2 separate regions of the Mus musculus genome follow, and region 2 is linked to region 1. Evidence: chromatin contacts called from public HiChIP or PLAC-seq data. All regions are on one chromosome and are shown on one strand. Each heading gives the region's core, a stretch centred on a gene start, on an enhancer-like site or on the middle of the called end of the contact. The rest is flanking DNA. Distances are from core to core; before and after follow the strand shown.

Region 1 (5,536 bases), core at 915-3,414:
CAGAGCTAAACAAAGAATTCTCAACTGAGGAATACTGAAGGGCCGAGAAGCACCTGAAAAAATGTTCAACATCCTTAATAATCAGGGAAATGCAAATCAAAACAACCTTGAGATTCCACCTCACACCAGTCAGAATGTCTAAGATCAAAAATTCAGGTGACAGCAGATGCTGGAGAGGATGTGGAGAAAGAGGAACACTCTTCCATTGTTGGTGGGATTGCAAGCTTGTACAACCACTCTGGAAGTCAGTCTGGTGATTCCTCAGAAAATTGGACATAGAGGTAACAGAAGATCCAGCAATACCTCTCCTGGGCATATACCCAAAAAATGCTCCAACATGTAATAAGGACACATGCTCCACTATGTTCATAGCAGCCTTATTTATAACAGCCAGAAGCTGGAAGAACCCAGATGTCCCTCAACAGAAGAATGGATACAGAAAATGTGGTACATTTACACAATGGAGTACTACTCAGCTATTAAAAACAATAAATTTATGAAATTCTTGGGCAAATGGATGTATCTGGAGGTTATCATCCTTAGTGAGGTAACCCAATCACAAAAGAAGTTACTAGGTATGCACTCACTGATAAGTGGATATTAGTCCAGAAACTTAGAATATCCAAGATACAATTTGCAAAACACAAGAAAATCAAGAAGGAAGACCAACGTGTGGATACTTCATTCCTCCTTAGAATAGGGAACAAAATACTCATGAAAGGAGTTACAGAGACAAAGTTTGGAGCTAAGATGAAAGGATGGACTATCCAGAGACTAACCCACCCGGGGATCCATCCCATAATCAGCCACTAAACCCAGACACTATTGCATATGCCAGCAAGATTTTGATGAAGGGACCCTAGTATAGCTGTCTCGTATGAGGCTATGTCAGTGCCTGGCAAATAAGTGGATGCTCACAGTCATTTATAGGATGGAACACAGGCCCCCAATGGAGAAGCTAGAGAAAGTACCCAAGGAGCTGAAGGGGTCTGCAACCGTATAGGTGGAACAACAATATGAACTAACCAGTATCCCCAGAGCTCGTGTCTCTAGCTGCATATGTAGCAGAAGATGGCCTAGTTGGCCATCATTGGGAAGAGAGGCCCTTAGGTCTTGCAAACTTTATATGCCTCAGTACAGGGGAACGCCAGGGCCAAGAAGTGGGAGTGGATGGGTAGGGGAGCAAGGCGGGGGGAAGGGTATAGGGAACTTTTGGGATAGCATTTGAAATGTAAATAAAGAAAATAATAAAATAAAATAAAAGAAAGAAAGAAATAAGGAAAGCAAGCAGGTAAGCTAAGAATATGGTGTCTTGTCGTCAACAGAAATGAAAATGAAAGGCATTTGTTATGCTTCAGAAGTGTATAGCTGTTACTGGGATGGGGGCAGGGAGGACTCAGGTATGATTGTGAGCTTTAAACTCCAGAGGCTGGGGGGTGGAGCCATTTCCTGGGATGTGTGGATTGGGCAAAGGTGTACAGAGAGGCCTATTTTAATATTGTAGGCACATTGTCTTTGAGATAGATACTGGCTAGACTTCCAAATAGAGGTGTCAAGTGGGATGCCAGATGTGCGAGTCTGAAACTTCTGCATACCGTCAAGGCTACAGGTGATAATGTGTCAATCACAAGCCAATGAACGGTCTTTAAAGCCAGAGTCTCTAGCCACTGGCACAGAGTGTGAGTGAAAGAGAATAGGGGTTGTTCTGCCTGGCTTTCCACTGCTGCGATAAACACCAATATGGGAGGCAACTTGGGGAGGAAATGGTTTATTTCATCTTACATCTCACAATACATCACAGAGGGAAGTCAGAGCAGGAACTGAAGCAGGAACGTAAATCAGAGACCATGGAGGGATACTGCTTGCTGTCTTGCTCTCAGGCTCACTCTCGCTACCTATGCCAGCCAGGGTAGCAGTGTCCCACCCACGTGGCCTGGAGCCTCCCGTATCAACCATCAATCAAGAAAATGCCATGTAGGGCTGCCTGTAGGACAATCTGACGGAGGTCCCTTGACTGTGTCAAACTGACACACACACACAACTGTCATGAGTCAAGGATCTAGCCTTTCGGCACATCATGTTTGGAGGATTAGTACAGAGGAGGCAAAGTGAAACTACAAAGGTGTGAAGAGAGAAAAACCACACTGAGGAGTGAGCATGGGCAACGCCTGCCACCGAAACCGAGAAGAGAAACTAACAAATGATGCTGAGAGGTGGGGCGGATGCAGGGATGCAAGAAAAGGGATGGCTTTTCGCTTTGGCTACATGAAGGTCAGGAGGTCATTGATGAGCTCAGCAACAAACTTGAAATGACTACAGAGAGCATTAGAGCAAAATCGTGAGGGTAGCTGTGTCTAGCCGAATCTTTCTTCACTGACAAAGAGGGGTGGTGAGGTCAAGGGGTGTGCTCTATCTATGGTGAGGGTTTGATTTTTTGGTTTGGAATCTTCCATACTTGACCTACTTGTCACTCTGCTTCAGCAGGGACCATCTGTTATATTTGTTTTGTCTATGGTCCCACTACATTTTTTTTTAAATCTATGCATAACTCACACTCAGTAAAAATTTACTTTGGGAGAACATATAGGTCTAAATATTTATGTAATTTCAATCTAATAACTACTGCCCAGTCAAAGAATAGAGCAGTTCTACCACCTCAAGTCTTCCTCCTTCCTCTTGTCCTTCTTGTCCTACCAAGAATTTGTCTCCTGTCACTATAGTTTTGACATTGGTGTTCACATGATGAACCAGCCTTGGACCATGGCATACTGTTCATTTTATACAGTGCTGCATTTTGTTTGATTACATATAAACGTATGCACACACACATATGAATGTTTTGAATGTTTGAGTCAGGGTCTCAAGCATCCCAGCCTTGCCTGGACCTCACTATGTAGTAGAGAATGACCTTGAACTCCTGATTCTTCTGCCTCCACCTCCACAGAGCTGGGGTTAGGAATAGCATCTACCATGCCCAGCACGATGGTATTGCAGTCCCAGAAAGGCAAATACGTGGATATTAGCTGTTAAGTCACTGAGAATCAAACCACAATCCATATAACCACAGAGGATAGGTATAGAGTAAGGGGCTAGGCATGAGGGAGGGGGCAGTGTTAATGATAGATATCATTAGGAAAGAGAAATAGAATAGGTAGTTATGGATGAATGGGGGGCTGAAATGGGAGAATCAAGTGGGAAGCGGGAAGGAAGAGGAGGAGTAAGGGAAGGAACACAGGGAGGGGTGGTTAAAATTAAGGGCCTTTTGAGAGTAATATAAAACAGCTAATACAGTAGAAGCTTATATACATACATACATACATACATATGTACATACATATATATACATACACACACACACATATATACATATATATGTGTATATATACACTTCCATGAGTGTGTGTGTGTGTGTGTGTGTGTGTGTGTGTGTATGTGTGTACATGAAGTTGATCTACATGAAACTGCCAAATAATGAGGAGACATGGCCCTGGCCATCTCTTGTCACCAAATGAAACTTCCAGTATTGAGATTGAGTTACATCTAATTAAGTTTTTGGCCAAAACAGTCTCACGGGAACCCCCAAACAAGACTGTTGCCAAGATTATAGGTTGCTCTACACAAACTGACAGCAAGGCCCATTACTGAAGACAAAATCTATACAACTTATTGAATATGGAAAAGTGGAACAGGTGCCTACAGAGACCCTTCACTCCTGTGTTCTAACTTCTTTGGTACAGGAAGGTACCCTGCAATCTAGCGAAGGAGAAATATAAACACCAAACCAGCCACAAGTCCTTTGATCTACATTGGTGCCACACCTGAAAGATTCTCTAGGACAACGGTGGCAAAAGCTGGTGGAAGAAACCAACCAATAACTGATCTGACTTAAGACCCACCCCACAAGATGGAAGCCATTTCCCAACACTGCTTGCTTGAATGACCAAGAACCAGAGACTACACAGCTTAGGGGCCTGGGGTAAAACCAAACACTATTGTCCTTAAAAATAATGCAATGAAATGACTGGTAATGACATTCTCTTATACTCATAAGTCAGTGCCTTGCTCAGCCATCACTAGAGAAGCTTCCTTCTGTAGCACATGGGAACCAATACAGAGACCCACAGCCAGACAATGTACAGAGGGTGAGAGAGCTTGGAGCAGCCAGCCTGTAAATGTGTTCTCAATCAAATTCTTCCCCTCAGAGCTCAGAGAACCCCACAGAAGAGGAGGCAGAAAGAGTGTAAGATCCTGAGGGGACAGAGGACACCAAGAAAACAAGGCCCTCTAAGTCGACAAGATTAAAAGTTATGACCTCACAGAGCCTGAGGCAACATGCACAGGGCCTACACTGTGTCCTCTGCATACATATTAATGGTTCCCAGTTTGGTGTTTCTGTGACATTTCTGAGTGTGTAGATGAGTGAGTCTCTGATTCTCCTACTTTCTCTTGGGCTCTTTTCCATCTTTTTGTCTTATCCAACTTTGATGGATTAGGTTTTGCTTTATCATATTAGCTTTTATTTTGTTATGTTTTATTATCATCCCTTAAAAGCCTCCATGTTTTCTGATGAGAGACAGAAGTGGATTCAGATGGGAGGGGAGGTGGGGAGAAACTGGGAGAAGTAGAGGAAGGGGAAACTATAATCAGGATATATTTTTGTGAGGAAAAAATAATCTATTTTCAATAAAAGGAAAAAATGTAAGCAATCACTACTGGTATAGTTTATGGTTTTATTGAGGTAGCATGGACATGCAATATGAAAAGATAGTAGCTTGACTTTGTATACGATCCGAGGGTTTTCAACATGTGTTTATAAACATGAAACCATTACCGTGCTCAGTCCGACATTCGTTTCCATCGCTTGTAGTTTCAGATGCATCTCTGCCATTCAAACTTCCACTGCTCCCAGCAATCTCAGGGAAGCACCGTCTGCCTTTCATCACAACAGATTAGGTTAGGATTTCATATAAATGGAAAAGTGTATAGGCTCAGTGTGTGTGTGTGTGTGTGTGTGTGTGTGTGTGTGTGTGTGTGTGTGTGTGTGTGTGTGTACTGAGGTAAGTTGAGTATCTCATATACAAAGTGCTTGGAGCCAGACACATTTTATCTTTTTGTTTTTATATTTGGGAAGATTTTTTCATTGGCTTTACCACCTGTGGATCCCTAATCCAAAATTCCAACATCTGAAATGTTCCAAAAGCTCATTGAGAGTCAGGTCACTATCTTTTCATATTGTTTGTCCATGGTCTCTCAATAAAACCATAAACACAAGCTATACAGTCATGATTACTTACAGCTTGGCCCCTCTTAAGGCAATCTCTCCCCTCTCCCTCTCACCTACCCATCTGTACCTACATCCTGTTCCACTGAGCTATTCCTTATAGAGCTGCCGCAATTCTGTTCACCTTAAAGTGTTTCCACTTAAGGGTCTCTGGGTTTCTAGAGGACAGATGACAAGCTGGGAAGGCGGGCAGTTAGCTGAGACCAGGGTCTTTTCTCCACATCCCTATGAGCCTCACTTGAATACTTTCCCTAG
Region 2 (5,536 bases), core at 1,700-4,199, 160 kb after region 1:
ATTTTGGCCCTCATCTACAAACACAGATGCCTTTTGATCAGGAAAAAAAAATGCATTGTGATAACTAACCTGCTGCCTGTACTTGAAAAGTAGTGTCTGAATTAGTGACTACTGTTCTGATTCTATGTTAGAATGTGTAATTTCCTTAATTTTCAGAACGGGAAGTGCAGTATGTGCTTTCTGAACTCAGACCCACAGCAAGCAGTTGTTTAATACAAATGAAAAGGAGATAGTGGCTGAGCTCTGTACAGTGGCAGTGTTACAGTATCTTCCCCCAAGATGAAACATAGTATCATTTCTCACAGGTGATGGAGAGCCACCTTGTCATAGAAAAGGGAGACCTAACTAATAAAGCCTTTGAACAAGCAAGCAGTTGTCCAGATAGCCTGGAAGATGTTAGCACCAGTGGCTGAAAGCTGTCAGGAGCCTCTCGACACCAGGTCTTATTTTCTTAGGTTCCTGACAAGTACCTGACCTCTTCATGCCTACACCAGCCGCACTTCAGCTTCTACTCAATATGAAATACCTAGGAGTGAGGAAGAGTGAGCCTTGGCAGCCAGCTCATTAGGGTGGATTGTTTTCTTTACAGATAATTGGCATCCTAAAAGGAGAACTCGTTTAAATAAGTAGTTGTAAAGCATTTTAGTTGGGCATCAGCAGTTGTGCTATTTGTGTGTGTGTGTGTGTGTGTGTAATACTCCAAGAAACTTACTATTTTATCAAAAGGCACAACTCTAAAAATGAAACCTACTGACGAGTTTCTATGGCAACCACTCCTGAAATGTATCTGGCTGGTGTGTGTCTTTTCATAATTTTTCTTTGCATGCTTTAAGGAGTTCCTTGAATTTTTGTTCCTGTGATGGGTGGATAGATGGATAATTGACAGAGGGAGCTACATTTCCCTGGGAAGAATTTAAGACTTATGAAAATTCCATAGATTTATAAGGAATATTATTTTGTGCTTAGCATAAATAAATTTGACTAAGGAAGATATCTATTGCTTTGATTTAGTCTAAACAGTAATGAGGCCCATTAAGTATTAATGCATGACCAATTGCTTTTTAAATTCAGACTCATTGGCTGTCCCTGCAAGACCTTGTTGGGTGTTCCACTTTATTCTGTGATCATTCCACACACCCCCACACCCCCACGCCCCTAACACACACCTTTTTCAGAGCCTTCAGTCTCTGTCTCAATGGCGCTCTGCTCTGGACTTAACCTTCTCTATAGCCTTCTTCCTTGTCAGAGGGTTTGTGGCCAGAACACACGGTAGATCTTGATATTTCCTAACAGGTTCATTCAGAAAAGTTGGCAAGAAGGGACTGTGGTGTAATTCGGTGGTTTGGAGGGGTTGTTCTGGGAGACATTTCTGTTCTCTCAAGCTCTGTCATGCTACAAGCCCAATAGATATGGCTAGATGCTCTTGCAATACAAAACATGCTCACCGAGAGTAGTGGTGTCACAGCGAGCTCTCAGCACTTATCTGGTTAAAACCAGAAGGAACCATTCTGTGAGGTATCTAAAGTGGCAGGAAATAGAGGGAGTCTAAGGAAATAAACTATCCTGGGCCCAACAGCTGGGGAATTTTGTGTGGCTTACAGAGAAGTCAGAGAACCAGGATGTCTCTGAGCCTGTTAGATACATTTGGTCCTAGCAGCATGTAGTAGGAAATGAATATTTAACTTTGAAACACTTTTTTGTACTTTAAACTCCTCCCAGGCCTTAAAAACACTCTCCCTGATGTTCCTGGGTAAGGGAGAATAGCTTTGCCTAGGCTCCTGGCCACATAGTCTCCAGCTTTAACATTTAGCCCCAGTCCCTTCAAGACACAGACAGCCTTTTCCACTCAGCGATCAGAACTTGGTGATTTGCTTAGCCTAGCTGGCCAGGAATAGGCCCTCTATGTCCGTGCTACCAGGACTGGGATTGCAGCAGTTCACTGTCGCTCTGCCTTTAGTGTGTGCAAGCCCTGGGATAAACTTCATCCACTGAGCCTTCCCCACAGCCTCATGCATCGTCTTGGTGTGACTTGTTTAATCACAGCAACTTCTATAAATCAGCAGCTGTACTAACCAAGACTTTTTCTATTGAAAAGTGCAGACCACTTAGTGCTTTGTTATATTTGATATTGGGCCAGGCAGCTGGCTATAGCCATGGTTGTCCCCTTTGATGGACAGGAGCAGCATTTCACAAAGGAAGCAAGGCAGAGATGAGCAAACAGAGATCACAGCAGGCAGTGGAGGTTTAGAAAAGGTGAGATCATTGGCCCAGGGTGGCTTAGCTGGTAAGTGGTAAAAGTCAGACTGGCTTCCAAAGCCATTCGGAGTCTACCATGAAAGACATGAGCTTTATGCAAGCGTGCATGGTACTTCGGCCACCTCATTAGCATTAGGATATGGGACTGTTGGCCAAGATGGCTTCCCTCATTGCTGCTTGTCCTCAACACCTACAGTGACACCTTCAGTGAGCGATCAACTGTACCTTGCTATCTTTCTTCCAAAACTGTTAGACTATTGTATGGCCAGCTTCATTCATTTGACATTTTTATTGCTTTCCACTTCAAAAAGCAACCTTTTTCTTGACTTGGCCTCTGATTCTGGAGAAATCTTGACTGAGGTCCTGTGAACAGACAAGAGCTTTTCCAAGCTGTTTTCGTGCAGAGCTCTGCCCTTCCAGGAAGTGTCTCTTCATCAGTGTTCATCAGTTGAGGCAGCAGACTCTAGACATGGCATGTCTTCGTGCTCACTGTCACCTCTCAGTCTTACTGTATGGACTCTCAGGGGGCGTGCTGCATGGAAGACAGCCTAGACTTTGCTCTTGATCTGTTTATGAAGACATTACAGTGTTTTTTCAGCATTCCTGGAATCAGTGACTGAAGCTCTGACCCTTGATGTGTTTAGTCTTTACATGTGTTCATCTCTACATCAAAAACAGAGGAAGCCACAGGAAATTGCTGCCTGTATTTCCAGGAAACTGAACTACATCACCAGCTGCCCAATCTGCACAGCCCAGAGTACCCTGGTGCAGGCATCTGTGGCTGATGAAGGTGGAGATAAGGAGACGAGGAGTGGGACTCTCCTCATCCTGTCGCTTCTCACTGTAGGCCCAGGGAACGCACGTAGAATGCATGTCTGGGCTTAAGGAAAATTAAAAAAAAAACAACTTCAACCCTCAGTTTCTGAGAGCATGAATACTGGGTGAAGCGAGCTGTGTCCTGTGCCTGGCACACGCCGTTACAGTACTACTGTCTCATCACCAGGGACTGAAGGGACATCATGTGAGCCTGTGGACGGAGTGGGGACTCTAAAGACAATAAGCTACACTGACCACCACTGTTTTTAAATAGTTTTTAAACCACTATGTTTATGCTGACAGTGGTTACAACAACTGCTGGTGTAGTGAGTGTTGCCTGTGGAATACCAGGTATTTGGTAAGGACTGTACAAGCGTTAATTAATCACACAAACTCTTCCAAAGCGTTCTCTTTGTCATTCCAAATTTCAGATTTAATACTTGAAACTGGCCCATGGTCACATAGGCATTGAGATACGCAAATTTAAACCTAACTATATATATTTTCAGGCCAGTCGACCTAGGGGATTTTTACTAGAGGTGGTGTCTGTAAGTACATGCAGATGGAAACCCACCAGCGCTCTCTGGGACAGGCTGGGGAGACACAGAAAGGACTCTGGTGCGGGTCTCACCTCATAAATTCAACAGGTGATCAGAACGAACATGAGACTTTCACATTGCTATGTGAATTGAATCGAATGTTCTTCATGAGCATATAGTTTCCCATCCTTCGGACCAACGTGAGACAGACTGGATCAGCAGTCAGCAAAAGCAGTTGAGGCTTAGCTGAATAGTAGCCTGAATGAGTCACTGCAAAATGATTTCATTTGGGTCCAGAGATGCTGCCTGTTAAACAGACAGCAGAAAGGAAGAAAAGTGTCTAAGAATTAGACACAACAAAAGGACATTTAAGGACTTGGTAGAAACTAGATCTGAACTTTCTGGCAGCTTTTCTGAGGATAGGAAGAAAGGGAAACTGGTCTTTATTTCCTTTTGTTTTAGAGACAGGGTCTTCCTATACAGCCTAGGCTGACCTCCAGCCTGCTAGAGGCCCATTGCTGTCTCAGGCTCACAAACTCCTGTCTTAGCCTCCCAAGTGCTGGGCTTGTAAGTTTGTGCCATCATGACTGGCTGATTTTCAAGTCTTAAAGGAAAAAGGAAATCTGTTAAAATTTTGGAAAAACAGCATGCAAACTGGCATAGAGATTTGAGTTGGTTTAAAATTGTTGGCTTAAAGCCCTTGGGAGTACTTCTTATAATACCCTTAATTTTAGGGTTAAAAATCTTACGTAGTATGAAATACTGTTCCTCTTATAGACTGACTGGTTGGTTTGTGTATATTCCGTCTTAATCTCTCTGTCGTCCTAGGTTTCTTGTTTATCTCATGGACATTTTCCCAATAACTTTTCTGGTAATTGAGAAACAGGAAAAATAGTTCTGATGCTTGCAAGATGGCATTTTAGGGTTTTTTCCCCCTTAGTAGGTGGGAATTGCTCAAAGGGGCTCTCCTCATGGTTCCACTCAGCTCTGCTTCACCTGAGAGGAGGGGTGGCTGCCTGCAGGGGTGGGTTTTAACCCAGGTCTATGTAAGCGAGCAGCCTCCCCTGGAGAACTGGTACAGCGTGGGGATCAGGGGGAGTGCCTGGCTAACACAGAACGCTATGCGTATTTGGAGGTCAGCCTTAGAAGTATTGCCCTCTCCTTCAGTGGAAAAGGGGTGAGATTCCTAGAAGGCACACTTGCTTGTGCCCTCAGAAGGTTTATATCATAGTCAGATCCGTTCACTTTGGATCGGATGGATATACTGTGTCTGTTGAAGGCTGGAAGATCAGCTTATTTCCTCCTGTTGAGAAAATAATAATGTCTGGCTTTCACTAGAATTCTCTTCATCGCCAAGACGCTTTAAATATGGACTAATTAGTTAAAATGGAGGAAATCTGGCAAAATAGCCTCTCTTTGAAAACCAGACTTAGAATATACGGTGATTTGCTGTATTTTTGGAACAGAAGCAACTAGAAGCCTTTTATTATTGGCTGTAATAGCAAGCGGCATCTCATATTATGTTTGGCTGCTGACATATCAAATTGCATTTTAGTTGGTTGTTATAACATGAAATAGTAGAATATGAGTAGACTCAAAATGAGACTCTCAGCCGTGGGACATGGAATAGTTGACATTAAGGGGTTGCCATGGCAACTTGTCAGGATGTCGCTTTATAGTCTTTTGGATTAGGTTCTGGCCCCGGGTCACTGTTTTGGAATTGGATGGGGGTTTGGTAGCAGGATGCAAACGTCGTATCTTTACTTGATAGCATTTACATTTGTTGTTTGGTCATGTTGCCAGGGTCAAGCAGAGATGACACTGTCAGAACATTTAAACTACTGCAGAACCAAGACAAGGCCACATCTGCTAGTAAAAAAAGACTCAGAATGTCTGAGACTCAGTAGCTGAAAGACAGGATTTCC

What was found. HiChIP or PLAC-seq counts read pairs in DNA pulled down with a chosen protein or histone mark.
Region 2: a BATF HiChIP or PLAC-seq map of CD8 T cells shows a contact between it and region 1, with 9 read pairs. The contact joins two enhancer-like sites. A contact is called at or near these places in 3 of 115 datasets of contacts at active chromatin or transcription factors (CD8 T cells, effector CD8 T cells and large pre-B cells).

The regions. Positions count from the first base shown.
Region 1 is chr4:32,124,882-32,130,417 of GRCm38.p6, forward strand. No RefSeq gene overlaps it. Among named protein-coding and RNA genes, the nearest start is that of Gm52717, 33 kb to the right of the region's middle. Within about 2 kb of position 2,165, at least 22 of the 459 cell types and tissues checked have an H3K27ac peak or open chromatin away from gene starts, as enhancers often do. A contact at or near this core is called in CD8 T cells and effector CD8 T cells, where this site is marked.
Region 2 is chr4:32,288,697-32,294,232 of GRCm38.p6, forward strand. It overlaps a transcript of Bach2 not described here. Among named protein-coding and RNA genes, the nearest start is that of n-TGccc3, 61 kb to the left of the region's middle. Within about 2 kb of position 2,950, at least 52 of the 459 cell types and tissues checked have an H3K27ac peak or open chromatin away from gene starts, as enhancers often do. A contact at or near this core is called in CD8 T cells and effector CD8 T cells, where this site is marked.